Linked DNA regions of Mus musculus: region 1 is linked to region 2. Evidence: chromatin contacts called from public HiChIP or PLAC-seq data. All regions are on one chromosome and are shown on one strand. The core of a region is the stretch at or near the end of the contact, and the rest is flanking DNA. Distances in the headings are between cores, read along the strand shown. Region 1 overlaps Plekha1 (pleckstrin homology domain containing, family A (phosphoinositide binding specific) member 1). Region 2 holds the start of Nsmce4a (NSE4 homolog A, SMC5-SMC6 complex component).

Region 1 (2,700 bases), core at 20-2,519, 350 kb before region 2:
AAATTAGTTGATCAAAATATCATTTGGAATGGTTCAAAAGGAAGGTAAACTACGTGTGTTAAAATGGGAATATTAATTTTTCAAAGATCCTACATGTAAATTATTGTCCATTTAAATATGAAATTAGACATGTCACACTCCAATATATTTAAATGTGCAAAATGCCTATAAGGTCTAAACTGGTAGAATTTTTATTCTAAAGAATTTAAGAGGCCGGGCATGGGCTGCACGCCTTTAATCCCAGCACTTGGGAGGCAGAGGCAGGCAGATTTCTAAGTTCAAGGCCAGCCTGGTCTACAGAGTGAGTTCCAGGACAGCCAGGGCTACACAAAGAAACCCTGTCTCAAAAAAAATAAAATAAAAAATTAATTAATTAACAAAATATCTATTTTTAACTTTTTTTTTTTAAAAGTTTATGTGTATGGGGTGTTTTGGCTACATGTCTGTACCCGCAGGCCAGAGGACAGTATTGTATGTGTTCCCTGAAACTGGAGTTACAGATAGTTATGGACAGTCACATGGGTACGGGAAACCAAACCCAAGTCGTCTGCAAGAGCAGCCAGTGCTCTTAACCACTTAGCCATCTCTCCAGCACCAACGAAACATAACGTAGTAAAGCCTGGGATTCTCTCATTCTCCTGTTTGCCTGGAATTGGCTCCAGTCGATTACCAATTCTACATTCAGGTCACTTACTTCACTGATGACTTCTGTATCTTACTTGTATTAACCTTTCTAAATATGAACTATAAACTCATGAAAATCAGTATCGAGATCTATCTAAAAACAGTAAAAATGTCATATAAAATAAAGCTGCAAGATCACAAGAGCTAATGAAAGGTCTATACCTTAAACACTGTTAGTTTCTCCTCCGTGCTGAAAAGTTTGCAATGGCACGTGAAAAACTTAGTTCCACAAATAAATGAAGTAACAACTCAAGGCATTCCAACTTGGTAAAATGCTGGGTCTATTCATTCCACTTTTCTCCAAATCACTAAAAGTAGCCAGTTCTGCTTATTATTGTAAACTGTGAAAAATGAATTCAGGAAAGTACTACATGCAGTCTCCATAAACACATCTTCTGGGTAGGGAACATTTATTAGGGGCTCAAAACGATCGACTAAGACCTTATAAGAACATAAACTTCTGAGTCTGTTCAAAAATACTGCTTTCCTGAAACTGCAAAAGTCCCCAAATAACTTCTGCTTCACGAACAGATCAGACGCGGTGTGTGGGTGTTTTCTGTCATGTGGTAACAAGCTGTTCTGGTGCAATACAAAAAAATGTGACCTAACTAAGGACAGCCTTGGTTGGCTATCTGAAGTCTGCTGCAGTGTGGCATAAACACGGAGTCACTCACTTTAGATGAGGACTTTACGCACTGCTTTTCAGGGCACTTGTGTAGACCAGGACCAGTAAATGACTGTACTCAGTAAGAACAAACTTTAGCTGATACAGCCCCACACAGGAGGAGTCCCTCCCACCCCTGTCCAGGCAGTCTACTCTGTGTGAGGAGGGAAGGTGCAGAGAGGCAGTCCGTGTGCACAGCAGCAGCAGCAGCAACTTGCTCAGAAAAGCTTGGCTGACTTTAAGAAGGGGTTCTTTGCTCACTGCACCACAGATTCAGGGTCCAGGGCGCAGGAATCCACAGCTCATCTTTCTGGAAAGCTAAGGGCAAACTTTCATCTGAAGCCTGCCTGCTGGCCCAGTAACAGTAAGTACTGGTGTTCATTTTTGAAACCAACCAAAAGAAAAGAGTTGTTAAGCAGCCACTGTAGCATCAGCAGAGGGAAGAGCGGCAGGCCATGGAACTCCAGGGGAAAGGACAGGTGAAAGAAGTCCAGAGCCTCAGACATCACGAGAGCACACAGGCAGAACCCTCTGCTTACCACAGCTCTTCAGACTCATCCCCAGACCTGTACCTGCCCCAGCCCACACCTACCTTCTCCTGTCATGGCTTAGAAAAGGAGAAAGCGTATGCCATTCTCAGAGTATGTGGTCAAAGCCTCTTATCCTATTCTAGATGCAAAACAAAAGCACAATCAGCATGTACAGAAATGTGGATCCTCCCTAAGGACACGGGGAAAGCCTTCAAGGCCCTAAGTCCCCACACACTAGACAGAGGCTCACAGTCAGTACACAGCTTTTAAACCAAGCTTGACTCTGCAATCTGTTGGTAAACTGAGGACATTAGACACATTTTTATAATGTAAACATTACTTCTGTAAAGGGAAACTTTTTCAAAAAAAAATACTTACTGTAATTTTTATAGCTTTGTTCAAGACATTTACCCACTCCACTAAGTCCTGCTGATCATTAGCTTGTAGAAAGTATTTTCTCATTCCTGCATTCATAACTGTCAAAAAAAAAAAGTGCATGAAATATTATACTTGTTACCTCTAAATTCTGTTTAGAACATCTATAAAAGTTTTACTGTAACTCTTGGATTTTACAAGATAAAAAAACCACTGTTTTCATCGCTAAGTTACACAGGCAGAACTCTTTTCTGGCCAGCCTTCACTAAATGAGGATACTGCTAAATAGTGAGTCAGTCCTCCAATGATGCATACTTCAGTTAACACAGGCCATCACAATAAAGTATCACTTGGGGAGATTCCTTCACACTTCAGCCAGTATTTCTGTGGAATAATTTTCTTCATATAGACTTATTGAGTCACAGAGAATTAACATTTAAAAATTTT
Region 2 (2,700 bases), core at 185-2,684:
AATCACATTCACCCCTTCTTCCCCACACACTCTTCTGTGATGTCAATGCAAATTAGTGTTTTAAATTAACCCAGCAACATAAAATATGAAGAGATGCACTTATATACGTGTAAGGGTGTCTATGCATAGCTTCCTAGTTCTTTTTTCTTTGGAGGCTCTAGAAGCAATGATATCTCAGTAGCAGTGAGCTCACTAGGCTTTGGATCTTGGTCTCAAAATCCTCTCAGCCTTTGTGAGGTAGTTAGATTCACGAGGATCAGGAACTCAATATTAGCTTCAGCTACAGGGTCAGTTTGAGGCCAGCCTGGGTTACATGAAATCCTATGTGAGAGGGAGGGATGGAAGAAGGAGAAGTGTGTGTGTCAGAGGGTAGATTACCTCAGGATTCCTAAGGTGGCATAAAAACTGGTACATGGGCGGGCGGTGGTGGCACATGCCTTTAATCCCAGCACTTGGGAGGCAGAGGCAGGCAGATTTCTGAGTTTGAGGACAGCCTGGTCTACAAAGTGAGTTCCAGGACAGCCAGGGCTACACAGAGAAACCTTGTCTCAAAAAACAAACAAACAAAAAACAACAACCAAACTTGTACACGGCAGTGTGGATCCATAATCCTAGTGCGTTGGAAGTGAAGACAGGAAAATGCCTAGATCTTGCTGGCTATTTAAGTCCTGTCAAAAAGACGAGTTCCAGGTTCAGCTAGAGATGCCTTATGGTAAAGAACGTGGAGAGTGGGCTGGAGAGATGGTTTAGAGGTTAAGAGCACTAGTTCTCATAGGAGTAGGGTTCCATCGCCGTTATCCACAGGGCAGCTCACAAACCCTTCTTAACTCCGGTTCCAGAGGAGGTGTGCACGTCCTATTTTGACATCTGAGGGCACTGCATACATTTCGTCCACAGTGTGCACGCAAATAAAGGATGTATATACACACACAACAAATCTAAAAAATGTGGAACTGAAAGAGGAAGACCCCTGAAGCCAACCTGCCGTTTGTACCCGCAGATGCACACTTGTGCATGCGTATCTATGTACAGTGCACACACACACAATTACATGGAATGATATGTATACATGTATCTTTGAAACCACATTGCATATAATTATCTTCCTCAGACCTGTTATAGGGTATCTGTTGTTAGAGAATCAGCTGTGAACCTGCCGTGTGGTGGTGCAGATATTTAGAAGGAGGCTTAACAGTTTACTATGGTACAGTCAAGGAACCCTGTTTTGTTTGTTGTATCCTCCCCAAGGCCAGAGGAGCCAAAGAGACAATGGGAAGATGCATGACTAAGTGGGGTGGGCATTAGGATCAGAGATCTAAAGTCCTAAGACTCTTGCTTGCAGGGTGGAGTAACTAAGAACCAATGCGAGGCACAGACACAGCCAACGCCGCCGCGACCTCCGGGCCACAGGTGTCGCTGTGTGCTCACGCGCCAGCCGGGGAGCTGCGTTGCTCCTGGAGCCGGCGCTCGAGCCCAGCCGGGGGTTTCAGTTTCTGGCGCGAACTTCCGCCGCTCCGAAGTTGCAAGGCGAATTGGCGCGATGTCTGGCGACAGCAGCGGCCGCCGGTCTGAGGGCCGGGGCCGGGGCCGCGACCCGCACCGGGATCGCACCCGCTCCCGGTCCCGCTCGCGGTCCCCGCTGGCCCGCCGCGGCGCCGCGCCGGAGCGCAGGGAGGCAGCGGAGCGTCCGAGCTTGGAGGACTCCGATCTGTCTGATTCTGGGGACGAGCTGATGGACCCGGCCTGCTTGGAGGCCGAGTACGACCAGGGCCTGTGCCGCCAGATCCGCCATCAGTACCGCGCTCTCATCAACTCTGTCCAACGTAAGGTGGCGCTTTGTGGCTGCGCGGGCCGGTGGCGTTCCATGGCTGGGGAGGGCGGTGGAGGTGCAGGCGCTGGCCGGTCTGCGCAGGCTCGCGGCAGCGCGCTTTCGCTTGTTTACGAAGTGCAGCCTACGCGACCTTGGCGGCGGCCGCGCAGGTGCTGTGTGGCCGGCTGGAAAAGCGGGAGACCAGACCTGGTGGTGACTTGAGCTCAGCTAGCCAGTAGGGAAGACAAGCACACACCACCAGATTTTTGTTCAATCTAGCTTGCTCCTCGTGGGCGCCTGAGCTATGGAGTCCCTTGGGATTGCTAAAATGCACATTTCCCTGCCCAGCTCGGATACACTGAATCAGAAATGCTGTACAGGCCCAAGCGTTTGTTGTGTGGCTCTCCAGATGAGCCTGTTGCTTGAGAAGTTGACAATCCTTTCTTAATCGAGCCCTTGTATTGGGAAGCCGAAGAGTCATCCCTTTGCACATTTGGGGAGCAAGTGTTTCCTGTCAAGAGTTCAAGTTTTGAGGGCTGGGGAGATGGGCAGATGCTTCTCTTGCGACCTTAATTAGATTCCCCAGAACCCTCTAAAGTGTCTCCTAAAAGTAGTTCTGTAAACTTGTATCCTCAGCCGAGGGGAAGCAGAGACCCTGGGTCTCTTTGGCCAGCTCACCTAGCCTTCTTGGCTAGTTCTATAGATAGATAGATAGATAGATAGTTCTATAGATAGATAGATAGATAGATAGATAGATAGATAGATAGATACCCTGTCTCAAAAGGCAAAGGTGATGGTGCGCTGAGGGAAGGACATCAAAGGTTGACCCCAGGCCTTCTGCACACACAGACGTTCAATTTGCTTGGAACAGTAGTAACATTGTCTCTTTC

Evidence for each region. HiChIP or PLAC-seq counts read pairs in DNA pulled down with a chosen protein or histone mark.
Region 1: a contact with region 2 is called in an H3K4me3 HiChIP or PLAC-seq map of bone marrow-derived macrophages, with 5 times the contacts expected there. The contact joins the enhancer-like site here to the promoter of Nsmce4a in region 2. A contact is called at or near these places in 2 of 484 Hi-C or Micro-C datasets (stem cell-derived neural stem cells and uterus), 1 of 115 datasets of contacts at active chromatin or transcription factors (bone marrow-derived macrophages) and 3 of 9 other capture datasets (adipose tissue, liver and pancreatic islet).

The regions. Positions count from the first base shown.
Region 1 is chr7:130,891,835-130,894,534 of GRCm38.p6, reverse strand. It overlaps Plekha1 (pleckstrin homology domain containing, family A (phosphoinositide binding specific) member 1), which reads right to left. Exons shown (of 13, transcript NM_001346515.1): 5 at 2,257-2,354. Among named protein-coding and RNA genes, the nearest start is that of Mir7061, 15 kb to the left of the region's middle. Within about 2 kb of position 1,269, at least 108 of the 459 cell types and tissues checked have an H3K27ac peak or open chromatin away from gene starts, as enhancers often do. A contact at or near this core is called in adipose tissue, bone marrow-derived macrophages and uterus, where this site is marked.
Region 2 is chr7:130,546,115-130,548,814 of GRCm38.p6, reverse strand. Nsmce4a (NSE4 homolog A, SMC5-SMC6 complex component) reads left to right here and starts at 1,434. Exons shown (of 11, transcript NM_001162855.1): 1 at 1,434-1,823. The coding sequence starts at 1,541.